Linked DNA regions of Capra hircus: region 1 is linked to region 2. Evidence: chromatin contacts called from public Hi-C data. All regions are on one chromosome and are shown on one strand. Each heading gives the region's core, a stretch centred on a gene start, on an enhancer-like site or on the middle of the called end of the contact. The rest is flanking DNA. Distances are from core to core; before and after follow the strand shown.

Evidence for each region. A called contact is a pair of places that touch in the nucleus more often than the background predicts.
Region 1: a contact with region 2 is called in a Hi-C map of liver, with 4 times the contacts expected there. The contact joins two enhancer-like sites. A contact is called at or near these places in 3 of 5 Hi-C or Micro-C datasets (blood and liver).

Annotation. Positions count from the first base shown.
Region 1 is chr15:8,784,051-8,789,903 of ARS1.2, forward strand. EXT2 (exostosin-2) reads right to left here. Exons shown (of 14, transcript XM_018059215.1): 2 at 2,671-3,236; 3 at 1,395-1,484. The coding sequence starts at 3,206. Among named protein-coding and RNA genes, the nearest start is that of EXT2, 12 kb to the right of the region's middle. Within about 2 kb of position 2,856, at least 1 of the 5 cell types and tissues checked has an H3K27ac peak or open chromatin away from gene starts, as enhancers often do.
Region 2 is chr15:8,379,932-8,385,984 of ARS1.2, forward strand. No RefSeq gene overlaps it. Among named protein-coding and RNA genes, the nearest start is that of CD82, 23 kb to the left of the region's middle. Within about 2 kb of position 1,575, at least 1 of the 5 cell types and tissues checked has an H3K27ac peak or open chromatin away from gene starts, as enhancers often do.

The DNA of each region.
Region 1 (5,853 bases), core at 1,606-4,105, 410 kb after region 2:
ACACCTAAGCACCAGCAAGAACTTCAACTCTCTCCTGATTACTTGACACTTTCCTGCAGAGAAATGAAACTCCTTTTAACATGTGCACTCGATAAAAATGAAATCTTTCTCCCAATCAGATACATATACCAAAGTGTCAGCAAGAACCGACATGTCCCAAACAGAAATAAACCCTTCCCAAACTAAACCCAGAACAGCAGGTGAAGACATTGCATTCCCAGCACCTCTCTGCCTTCCCTTTTCTGTCCTCTAACACATTTCACTTTCCCAGAACAAGCAAATGCATAAGACAGTAACACACTCAGGAACGCTGGGGCTAAGAGCCAAATCAGAGATCACCTTGTGTTCAGCGGGTTTCTACAGAACTTGTGTGGCCTGACTGCCCTCTACCGTCCAAAATGGTTTCTACACCAAAGCTTAGGGATGGCGCTGGGGTCTTTTCAAGAGATAATCATCTTTCCAGATAGAAACTCAATACTGACTCTAGATAAGCACTTAAAAGCAAAGAGGGCTTAGACTTAATCTTCTGGGGAAAAGCGGTACAAAGTGTAGATTTTCACAAATGACAATGTTGGCCTCAAGTAAGCAGAGACCACAGCAGGCCTGAGGCTGTTCTCACCTCTTTCAGTAACAATGATTTCAAGAATTAAACATCAACTGCAACAGAGCTGGTCATAAATGAGTTCATATCTGAACTTACAGTAATCCGCTCCCATGGGTGCTGCCCAGGACCCTCATGCCGGGCCCACACTTCCCGCTCTCTTCGGAGCCTCGGGCCAAGTACTAGGAGCAGAACCTTAAAGGGGCACCTCCCTTCTGAGGTTTCCAGGAAGCGACGCAGTCGGTACAAAAGGGCCCAATACACAGTACCTGAACTTGAATCGCCATCGTGGCCACCCCATGACACTTCTACCTGTTTGGAAGTTTCATAGGAAGGAAGGAAAGAAGAGAGTAAGCGGTACTTAGAGTGCCTCACTTCCCGGACGTTACAGGCTCCAAAGACACGTCCACGCCTGCTCCCCCCAGGACCTGAGACTACTTAATGCTCCCAAATGTGGAGAGAGCTGACACAAGCCAGTGATACGAACCAGGCCTTTTAGGGGAAAGAGGGTGCGCTCAGGAGCACACAACCCAGATGAAGGCAAGACAGACCTCTAAGATGCTCCACTGGAACCTGACCCTCCATTAGTTTCCCGGGACAGGTTCTGGCAGGTCTCAATGCCGCCAGGTCTTGGGGAGGAAAAGACCGAGGACAATCTTCCACTTGAACAAAGATTCTGATTACAAAGTTATGTCCTAGTGGGCTTAGAAATATGATTTCACGTGAACAAAAGGGTCCTATGTTGACTTAATCCTCAGAAACCCGTCAGGCGGACAACCCCAAATACACCTACCTGTCTCTGGGGACATCCAGGGCCGTGTTATAATCTGGGGGGCCTCCAGGCAACATGTTGAACAGGAGGTGATTGGTACCTCTATCCCACCTATTGAGAGAGTAAACGTAGAATTCACACATCGACTATGAGGAAACAGACAAGTCAGTTTCTGGATGACAAGTCAAAGTGATAGCTGCTCAGCCATGACTCTGTGTGACCCCATGGACTGACTGCAGCCCACCAGGCTCCTCTGGCCATGGGGATTCTCTAGGCAAGAATACTGGCCTGGGTTGCCATTCTCTCCTCCAGAGGATCTTCCAGACCCAGGGATCGAACTCGGGCCTCCTGCATTAGGCAGCTTCTTCACCATATGAGCCACAAAGGAAGCCGGACAACAAGTAGCGAGCATCCCTGACTTGTAACAGGGTCACTTCTCAGGAGGGCAACCTGCATGCCTGGAGATCGCCAGTGCATGCGGGCACTGGCTTGGCTCCTCCAAAGGAAAGCCAGGGCGTGTGTCCTCCAAGCTGGTCCACTGCAGAACTGCTTACGCTGATGAAAATCTGAACGCTACCACAGTGTTCACCATTTGGTTACAGAAACACAAAGAAATACAGAAGGCTAATTAAGGACATTGGGGAACGTGTGCAAAATGGAGTCCCACACAGAACTGTATATGCGAATACACATTCTGTGTATATGTCACACGGCACTGACATACAAAGATGAAATTGGCTGGAAACACATTCATGGTAAATGAAGGGGAACCGGCAGCAGAAAGAATACGCTTTGCCGTGTGAGCCCACTCTTGACCAAAATGTTACATATACACATATGTGTACGTACGTGTGCATGTATATACTACAATGCATATATGCGTGCCCCTGTATCTGTTTTATACATAAACGACTGAGAAGCAACATCAAAATATTAATGATTATGTCAAAGCAGGCTTATGGGATGACTCTAACTTTCTTCTTTTTGCTTAACTGTATTTTCAAGCTTTTTATAGTGAATATGTGTATGTGAGTAATAAAGAGGGGAGGTGGGGAAAGACATTTACATTGAAAAGGAAAGGATTGGGAAGATGAACCCTCCTTAGCTTCTACATGTTAAGAAGTTGGGGACCCACAGCAGTGGCCCAAGAGGGTGGTGCAGAGACCGGCTGCCGAAGCACAGGTCCTCCAAGTCAGCCGCCCATCCACGCGCCCACCTAGGAGACAGAAGATGAGCTGCTGGCTGGAAACCAGCTCTGCCCTCCCCTGCCCCTAGTTTCTGGGAGACCTGCGGATACCTGGAGAGCTGGGCCAGCGCCTGGGCCGTCTCCCTCACGCGGAGCGAGTTCTGGTTGAGCAGGTCGATGGACGGAACGAACAGGCAGGCGCGGGTGATGTCGTCGGTGTAGTAGTCGCTGTCTGAGATGGCCGTGAGCAGCTCGTTGTACTCGCGGGAGATGGTGCTGCTCACCGGGACGCCCGCCTCGCCCACGTACTTCTTCAGCGGGTAGATGTACACCTTGATCTTGTTCCTGGGGTTGAAGCCGCAGCGGTAGACGTCGAAACACGTGTGCATCCGGCAGCTGAGGTCGCCGCGCTCGGGCACCGGGCTGTCGGCCGGCAGCCTGACCACCGGCACGTCTCGGACACTGCGCTTCTCCACGCTCCAGTCGCCGGAGGACTCGATGGAGTGCGGCCAGAACTGAAACATGCCCGTGGCGATGAGCCCCAGCAGGACGATGGAGAAGAGGGTGATGTAGTAGGCGCGGTGCTTGGTCTTCATTCTCGGGATGAGGGCGGGACCCCGGATGCTGTACTTGACCGACGCACACATAATGACCCCGACAGCCTCCTCCTCACACTCCTGGTTACCAGGGGAGAAGAGAGAAAAATGAAGCCTTCAGGGAGACAGATGACCCTTGAAAGGACCCGGGTACATTTTCAATCGGCCCATTTCTTTCCCTTATGCAATTTGATGAAATAACGAAGAGGGACCTTTGACCCTGCGAAGAACTGACTCATTTGAAAAGACCCTGATGCTGGGAAAAGTTGAAGGTGGGAGGAGAAGGGGATGACAGAGGATGAGATGGTTGGATGGCATCACTGATTTGATGGACATGAGCTTGAGTAGGCTCCGGGAATTGGTGATAGACAGGGAAGCCTGGCGTGCTGTAGTCCATGGGGTCACAAAGAGTTGGACACAACTGAGTGACTGAACTGAACTGATAAATAAAGTAAATAAATATTTGTACATGTGCGAATATGCTATATATTTACTATAGAATATATTCTATAAATACAAATTCTCTGAAAGCATAAGCTGGTTAATGTCGGGCCTAAGAAGAGGAGCGCTGAGCAAGCAAGAAAAATTAGACGTGGAATAGCTGACGGACAGTTTGTTTGTTTTTTAAATACTTGCCTAACAAAAACTGATGCTTCATCTGGACAAACTGGCCCTTTGTTTGATATACTAAAGTTTTCATTCATTCATTCATTCAAACCTCATAGAGAACCTAAAGAAGAAAGCAAAGATCTACCTTAGAGGAATTTAGATACAAATGAGATACACAAAACTATAACAAAATGTACAATGTAAAAACACCACTAGGAAAATATCAAGAAAGGGGAAAAGGGTATTAGAGAAAAAAGGACTAATCTTTAAATAAATATATATTGATGTTTTATAATAAGGGGATAGTTGGCACATTTTGATGGAAGGGAGAAATGAAGAAAGAAATAGGGAAGGAGGAAAGGAGAGGCGGAGGAAAAGAAAGGCCAGTGAGGTAGATCTCTTTCTAAAGACAGATGCCAAAAATTCTTCCCACTGATGAACGCGCATGCCACTTGCCCATTGACAACATGGAATCTCTTTCCCTTCCACCCGAATCCAGGCTAGACTTGGGACTTGCTTTGACCAAGAGAAAGTGGCAGAGGTAAGATTCTGGGGGTTTTGAAACCCGGCTTTAAAAGACCCTGTAGCCGTTGGAAGCCAGCTGCCCACAGTTAGGAAGCTCAGGAAGACCGCAGAGACTACGTGGAGCCAGCATGAACCATCCCCAGCGAGCTCTGCACAGATGGCAGAATCCTGAGCGAGCACATGATTGCTAGTGCTGCTGTTGTTTGTAAGGTTTGTAGTGGTTGGTAACGTAGCAATAAAAAAATGAAACAGCCAATACGCATCATGGACTGAGACATGAAAAAAAAATCTTGAGTCCTCAGCTGAAAATGCAAAGTACCCCTGTAGACCACAAATTAAGATCCTTACCAAACAAGCCCCCAACACCGGATGCCGACCTACTATGTCGATACCCTGAGCATGACTCCTTCATCTGTCACAGACACGTCTCTGCAACAAGTGACTTCGGCATTCCTTGTGTCAAGATTCCACTCTTCAAAATGGTCTCATTCTACTCTCTGATCTTTCAGAAAAGTTATTCAAACCAGGTGGCACTAGTGGTAAAGAATCCACCTGCCAATGCAGGAGATGGAAGTGACGCGAGTTTGATCCCTGGGCTGGGAAGATCCCCTGCAGTAGGAAATGGCAACCCACTCCAGTGTTCTTGCCTGGGAAACGCCATGGACAGAGGAGCCTGGTGGGCTACAGTCCATGGGGTCACAGAGTCAGACACAGCTGAGCGACCAAGCACACGTTAATCATAAAGGAAAATAATTGAAACGCTCATAGACCATCTTAGGGTTTATGAACCATTTTCACTTTGGCTAAGCGGAGTTCTCTCCAACCATGCCTACATGGTAAAACTGCTTCCTGCCTAAGCTTAGTAGGGTCTTGTCAAGCCCTGAATGTTGCAATCATTATCAGCTTTGGGGGTAAAATGTGCTGAAAGATCATTAATGGTTTCAACTTGTATCTGCTGTATCTGAGACCATGGTCTGGGACGTATCAAAAGAACACAATTGTCATGGACTAATGTATGAAAGTTTGTATATTTTAAGCTTAAAGATAATCATCTTTGGGGTATATACATTAGCCATTCAACATACGCTAACCGATTCCTTGCCAGAAATGCAGGCACGAGAGCTATTTCACGTTTTCTGTCATCCTAACAATGAACAAGATGTTCCCAGCCAGTCCCCGACCCCTACTACCACCGGGCCCATCTGATCGCTTTCCTTCTTTCCCCATGTCCCCCCTGGAGATAGAAAAGAGGCAGCCTTGGGACAGATGCATGCAAGGAGCCGTACTCTCCACAAGCCCCGTGTCACAGCAGCCCAACAGGCTCTCAAGGTCTATCTGTATCCTGAATCAGTGGTTCTCAAACACCCGAATTGTAAGAATTACACAGGCAGAGTATGTTAAAAGAGAACCCTTGGCCCCAGCCCTGGAGGGTTGTAGCAGGAGGCCTAAAATAAAGTCACAGAATGTGTCAAAATAGCAAGCCCCTCACACGTTTATTTTAGGCAGCCAGGTTTGAAATCTTTACTAAATGTTAGACAAACTGCCTTTTAATACAGTGGTTTAA
Region 2 (6,053 bases), core at 325-2,824:
ACTTTCCAAAGCTGTCTGTTCCTATTTCTTTGAGGAGAATCAGTGACGCTAAAAGGTCCTGCCCCTTTGAGTTTGGGGCTGGAGAGTCTGGGGAGGCTGCATCAGGAGGCTGGAGAGAGCTCAGGATTAAATGGGTGATGGAAAGAATCTCAGAGGGCCCGAGCCCATTGCCATGACTACAGAACTGAGTGGGGACTAGAGGCCAAGTGTATGGGCCCCCTGCTGTGTGTTTCCACAGTTCCTAGCAGCTTCCAGACTTAAGAAATGGAAGTTTACTTGCACTGGCCAGGCCTTTGAGAAATGACATGTCACCCTGGCATTGTCGCTGAGCTGGCCCTGAATGACTGAGGACAGAATTAGAGCCTCAGTTTACCTCTCTGCAGAATAGGGAGAAAAGTACTGCCCAGTCCACCTCACTCGGTGACCTAAAAGTCAGATGAAACCATTCTTTCTCTTTGATTCCTCCTCCAATCATTTCAGTTATTCCAATTTCCGAGCTGTGTGGCTCAGCCTCTGGGGGCCAGAGGACACCTAAGGACTGAGCAGATGCCCCTCAGGGCCTGAAGACTCAGAGGAGTGGGGTCTCAGAGGTCAGGGCTCGGGGCTCTGTGGAAACGCGGGGACTCTTTCCCAGGGTCCCGCCAGAGAAGGATTTATGGTTTGGCCTGCAACGTGGTGAACTGCTAAATATGCAGATTATGGGTACAAATCCGGGGGTGGCTGGAAAGGCAGAGGGAGGGGAGGGGAGGGGGACTGGAGGTCTGGCTGCTGGACCGTGTGTGGGGGTGGGGCCCGGCTGTTCCAGATGGGGCTGCAGATGTGAGTATGGTGGGCGTTCTGGGGTGGGGGGAGCTCGGACCCTGCGGCCTCACCCCACCTCCTCACCCTCCCCAGGCTTCCAGACCAGGTCCACTGAGCTGTTCCCCTCGGGGCTCCGGCCACTGAGACCCTCCGGGCACTGGCTCCTTGAGCAGCTAGACGATGGGAGAAGTGGGAAGAATGGGGAAGAGGGGCATGTTCATTGCTCAGATGGGGAAATCAAGGCACAGAGGCATGGTAGGGTCACGTCCCCGAGGCTACAGGGTAAGGTGGCGACCAGGTCTGAAAGCCAAGGCTGGTCTCTGGACTCTTGGTTGGCCCCAGGCACGCCCAGGCTGGGAGAGGGGTGACTCATCCCATGGGAGCTCGGGTTCATATTCCAAACAACCCAGGGCACAAGGCGGGGTCTGGAGGGGTCATCGCCATCTCACCCGTGAGGAACAGGAGACAGCTGTCCGAGGCTCCCCGGCTGGAGGCGTAGAGCTGGGTCTGTCCCAGGGCCGGGGAGGGAGGAAACGGCCTCCGCACTAAACATGGGCCGGTGTCCTTAGACCAGCTGGAAGTTTCTGGAAAACAAAGCTGGGTTGCCGGCGGGGAGAGGAGTCGGGATATAGCCGTAGTTTAGGTTGAAGTTTAGGAGCGTGAAGCTGCAGAGGATCCGGCAGTCCCAGAGGCACGCACAGGGTGGGTGGTGTCGATGGGGCCACAGGGCGCAGAGGGGGCCAGTCATCCTTTCACGGGACCCCGCCTTCAGGGGACCTCATAGCACATGGACCTGAGGCCCTGGGTCCCTGCCCAGGGTGCCCGGCACGAGAGAAGCAGTGCTGACCGCTGAGAGCGCGACCTTCCCTTGACCTTGGACGAGGTCCCTCAGCCTGACCCACAGCTGGCCCTGAGGATTAGGCGGGCTCCCCCGGTGGCTCAGCTGGTAAAGAATCTGCCTGCAGTGCAGGATACCTGGGTTCGATCCCTGGGTCGGGAAGATCCCCTGGAGAAGGAAAAAGCTACCCACTTCGGTATTTTAGGGCTTCCCTTGAGGCTCAGCTGGGAAAGAATCCTCCTGAAATGAGGGAGACCTGGGTTTGATCCCTGGGTTGGGAAGATCCCCTGGAGAAGAGAAAGGTTACCCACTCTAGTATTCTGGCCTGGAGAATTCCACGGACTGTATAGCCCAAGGGGTCACAAAGAGTCCGACACGACCGAGGGCCTTTCACTTCCGAGGATTAGGCAGACCGGGGGTGCCTGGGGTCCCACCCCATCCAGCTGTTGCCTCCTCCCCAGCTGGGGTACCAAACCGCAGGAGCCGCACCCGTGCAGAGGAGATGGCCCACTGTCCCGAGCGTCCTGTTCCTGGGTCCTGAGCCCCCTCCCACTTGGCCTAATGGGGACCAAGATGGCAGCCGGGAAGCAGGACATCAGAGACTCAAAGTGGCAGGCGCTGGGATGGAAGGGCAAACCCACCGGCAGGAAACGAGAAGTGAAACTGGAAGCGCCGGGCCCTGGGAGACGGAGCCCACTCAGGTGTCTGAGTCAGCAAAATACTCCCAGGACCACGGGGCGTTTTCTCAAGGCAGAGGGGCACTGCCCGGGACATGACCGGCATAGGTGGGCGCAGACACCCTCATCACCCACAGCAAGGGCTGCCAGAGGAAGGGGACAGCTGGCCCGGCCACTCCCTCCTTCACAGCAGGATTCGGCCCCCAAGGACTCTACCCCACCCACTTGTGGGTCCCCCGTTGTACCTTTGAAGGCACACATGGCCTTGGGGGAGGTATTCTCAAGGACAGAGTAAGCTAAGCGTGAACTGGCAGTCTGAAAGACCCAGGGACGAATCTGAGTCTCTTTGCTGTGTGACCTTAGTCGAATGAACTAACCTCTCTGAGCCTTGTAGAATAAGGGTTGCTGTATGCCAGACCACGATAGGTGCTCATTAAAAAGGTCATCCCCCTTCTTCTGTCTCCCCTTGAGAGGAGGCTTCCGCTGCTCCACCCCTCCTATTGCCAACATACTATCTAACAGGCGCCTTCTCCCCCAGCGTACTTCTTCCTCAGCGATAACAAGATTACAGGCAAGTGAATACGTAGCAGTCTTAGTTACCAGACCCTGTACTGGGTGTTTCCATCACTGCAGGGGAAACTGAAGCACAGAGTGGTCAGGTCACTCGCTCAAGGTCACACAGCAACGAAGAGGTCAAGGAGACACAAGTCTAGACCTGTGGGAACCCAAGGCTTTGCTTTTCAAGTCTGCCTCTTCTAATGACTCATAGGCAGACTTCAGACTGGAAAGATCAGCAAGGCAGTGGGGTCTTGGGACAGAGGGCATAGCCTGGCAGGGTCTGGAAAGAGAAGGGCGTTCAAGAGCAGGGCTTGTTACCTTCCAGTTCTGCAGAGGGGAGGATCTGCCCCACGCTGCTGTGTGGCTCATGGTACTGGGGGCCCGGGGGAGGGTCAGGTCAGAGCTGTCAGGGGGCCTGGAAGGCCAGGAGAGTGTCAGAGACAGGCCCGGACCTCGGACACACATGGGCCCTGCTCACTGCTCCTGGAAGGGCAGGGATTTCTCCTCTGCCTTTGGGAGAAGCCGAGTTATTGGAAGAACCTTCAGGCGAAGCTCCAAGCTTCCGAACGTGGCCTCCCCATGCTCGCCCCCCCACCCCGAGCCAGCCGTAGCAGAAGGGCTCTCATGCTGGGAAAGAATGTTTTCTCCCCCATGTCATTTTATTGACTTCAGCAGGGCCTTTTATTTCTAATTCAGGAAGTGTCCTGACAATAAAGACATCATCGATATATTAACTCACTTCTTCAAAATCTCAAGCACGTTCTGCAGAGAGAGAGCTTCCAAATGGAAAACAACACGGCAATAAAGCGAACAGCGTGGGCTGGGCTGGCGCTGCGTTTATGGCTGGGCTCTGAGCGGGGAGGGAGTGCGGAGCGGGAGGGAAAAACCCGACAAACCCACCAGGAAAGGCAAACTCCCGCCATCCCATCGAGGCGCTCATCCCACGGTCGGCCTCCGTGGCTGGGCATGGCTTCACTTCACTTCCATCTGCTGCAGCAAAGAAATTACAAGGAGCCGTGGCTCCGTCTTAGCACCCTTGGCCACGTGATTAATGCTGTTGACACACTCACAGGAGGACATTCGAGCTCATTCTCTGACTTTCAATGGCCTCCGTATTTGTGAAGTTTTTTAATTGCACCCAGAGGCCTGCGATAGGATTTATTTTCAGGGACTCATTCAATTCAGGCCTCCCAGCATGCTCAGGGGGCTTCCCAGGTGGTGCTGGTGGTAAAGCGCCTGCCTGCCAAAGCAACAGCTGCAGGAGACGTGGGTTCGATCCCTGGGTTGGGAAGATCCCCTAACGGAGATAATGGCAACCCACTCCAGTATTCTCAACTGGGAAATCCCATGGACAGAAGAGCCTAGCCGGTTATGGTCCATGGGGTCGCAAAGGTCGGACACGACCGAAGCGACTTCGCACATTACACTCTCAGGAGCAGAGGACATCTCTGCCCATTTTACAGGTGCAGAAAACTGAGGCTTCTTCCATATCACACAGCTCAAAGGTGAGAGTCAAGATGGTGTCCAAGAGCTTGGACCCAAATGCCCTTGCTGAGTGGAAGACTTTGGTTCTTGGAGGTCAGTGGCAGTGTGTGTGTATGTAGGGGGGCCCTCCAACCTGACAGCCTACTTTACCTTCAGCTTCGAAGTTGAGCCAACTTCTCGTTAGTGAGAATCCACTCATCCATTCATTTATGTGACAGATGCTTGCAGAGAATCTTCTAGAAGCCAAGGCTTGTGCTAGTGTAGGCATAGAGTCATTAAGGAAAATAGCAAGCTTCCTTGAATTTCAGGGTCTGGCCCCCTCTTGCCTACCACCCCTTTCCTTACTAAAGAAGAGGCAGTTTTCACCACCCCTCCCCAACCCCAATCCTGCTCCGATCCCTTCCCCCTCCATGTGGGCATGAGACAGAGGCTGGTGCCCCCTACTCACTCCCCACAGCCCACCCCCACCTCTGCCCCAATCCTTCTGGTTTCAGCTCTGCCTGGGACAGGCCAGGGGCAAGGGAGCCCCCGGGGAGCCTTGAGCCACAGCCCAGGAGGGGGTGGGAAGGGAAGCGGGGCAAGCAGAGGTGTGTTTTGAAATCTGCTTCCTTTTGGCCACGCTTGAACTTCCAAGCAGCCGGCTTTGACTGACAGGCGCGGAAAGGGAGCGCCGGCTCCCCATGGAGACCCGGGCAGAGATGGAGGGACTCCGTGGGGCTCGGGGCTCCAGGGCCCGCATCCTCTGCCCTTCCTCCCTGCTCTCAGCCAAGCAGAGCCTGGGGGCCTGGGTCTCTGCTGTCTGGGCCCAGGAAGTCCAGGCTCGGGGGTGGAGGTCTTGGTGTCCCAGACAGGAAAATCCCAGAGTCGCTGCAAGCCTGAGCCCTTTCAAGCAGTCTTGTCAACAAGGGCAGGCAGCATTTACTGAGGGCATATTGTTTATTCTTAACCCAAACGCTTATTAAAGGAGTTCGTCGTTGTAACACCCTTCCACTAGTGCCCAGTGTATATACAAGCATTGTGCCATGCTGTGCGTAGTTGCTCAGTCGTGTCCAGCTCTTTGTGACCACTTGGACTGTAGCCCGTCGGGCTCCTCTGTCCATGGGATTCTCCAGGCAAGGATACTGGAGTGGGTTGCCATTCCCTTCTCCAGGGGATCTTCCCCACCCAGGGATCAAACCCAGGTCCCCTGCATTGCAGGTGGGTTCTTGACCAGCTGAGCCTCCCACATGTATACACGCACATGGGCTTCCCAGGTCTTGCGAGTGGTAAAGAACCTGCCTGCAAATACAGGAGACATAAGAGATGGGTATTTAATCCCTGGGTCAGGAAGATCCCCTGGAGAAGGGGAATGGCAACCCACTCCAGTATTCTTCCCTGGAGAATCAGACAGAGAGGAGCCTGGCCAGCTAGCATCTGTAGGATCGCAAAGAGTTGGACACTATTGAAACGACTTAGCACACGCACACACGTATATGCACGTGTATGATCAACTATATGCATTCCTGAATGAACAAAATAGTTGAGGCTTGATTCTGCTGTCTGTTCAACTCAGATCTGCCCCCTGCTCTTTATCCTCTGTATCTCAGGGATGATTCCTGCCGAAGGACGTCTCCGAAGCTCCCTTGCTGACCGGCTTCCTGTTATCCTTGACCAGTGGGATGAGCCAGTTAGAGATTAGAGGACAGGAGGCAGGG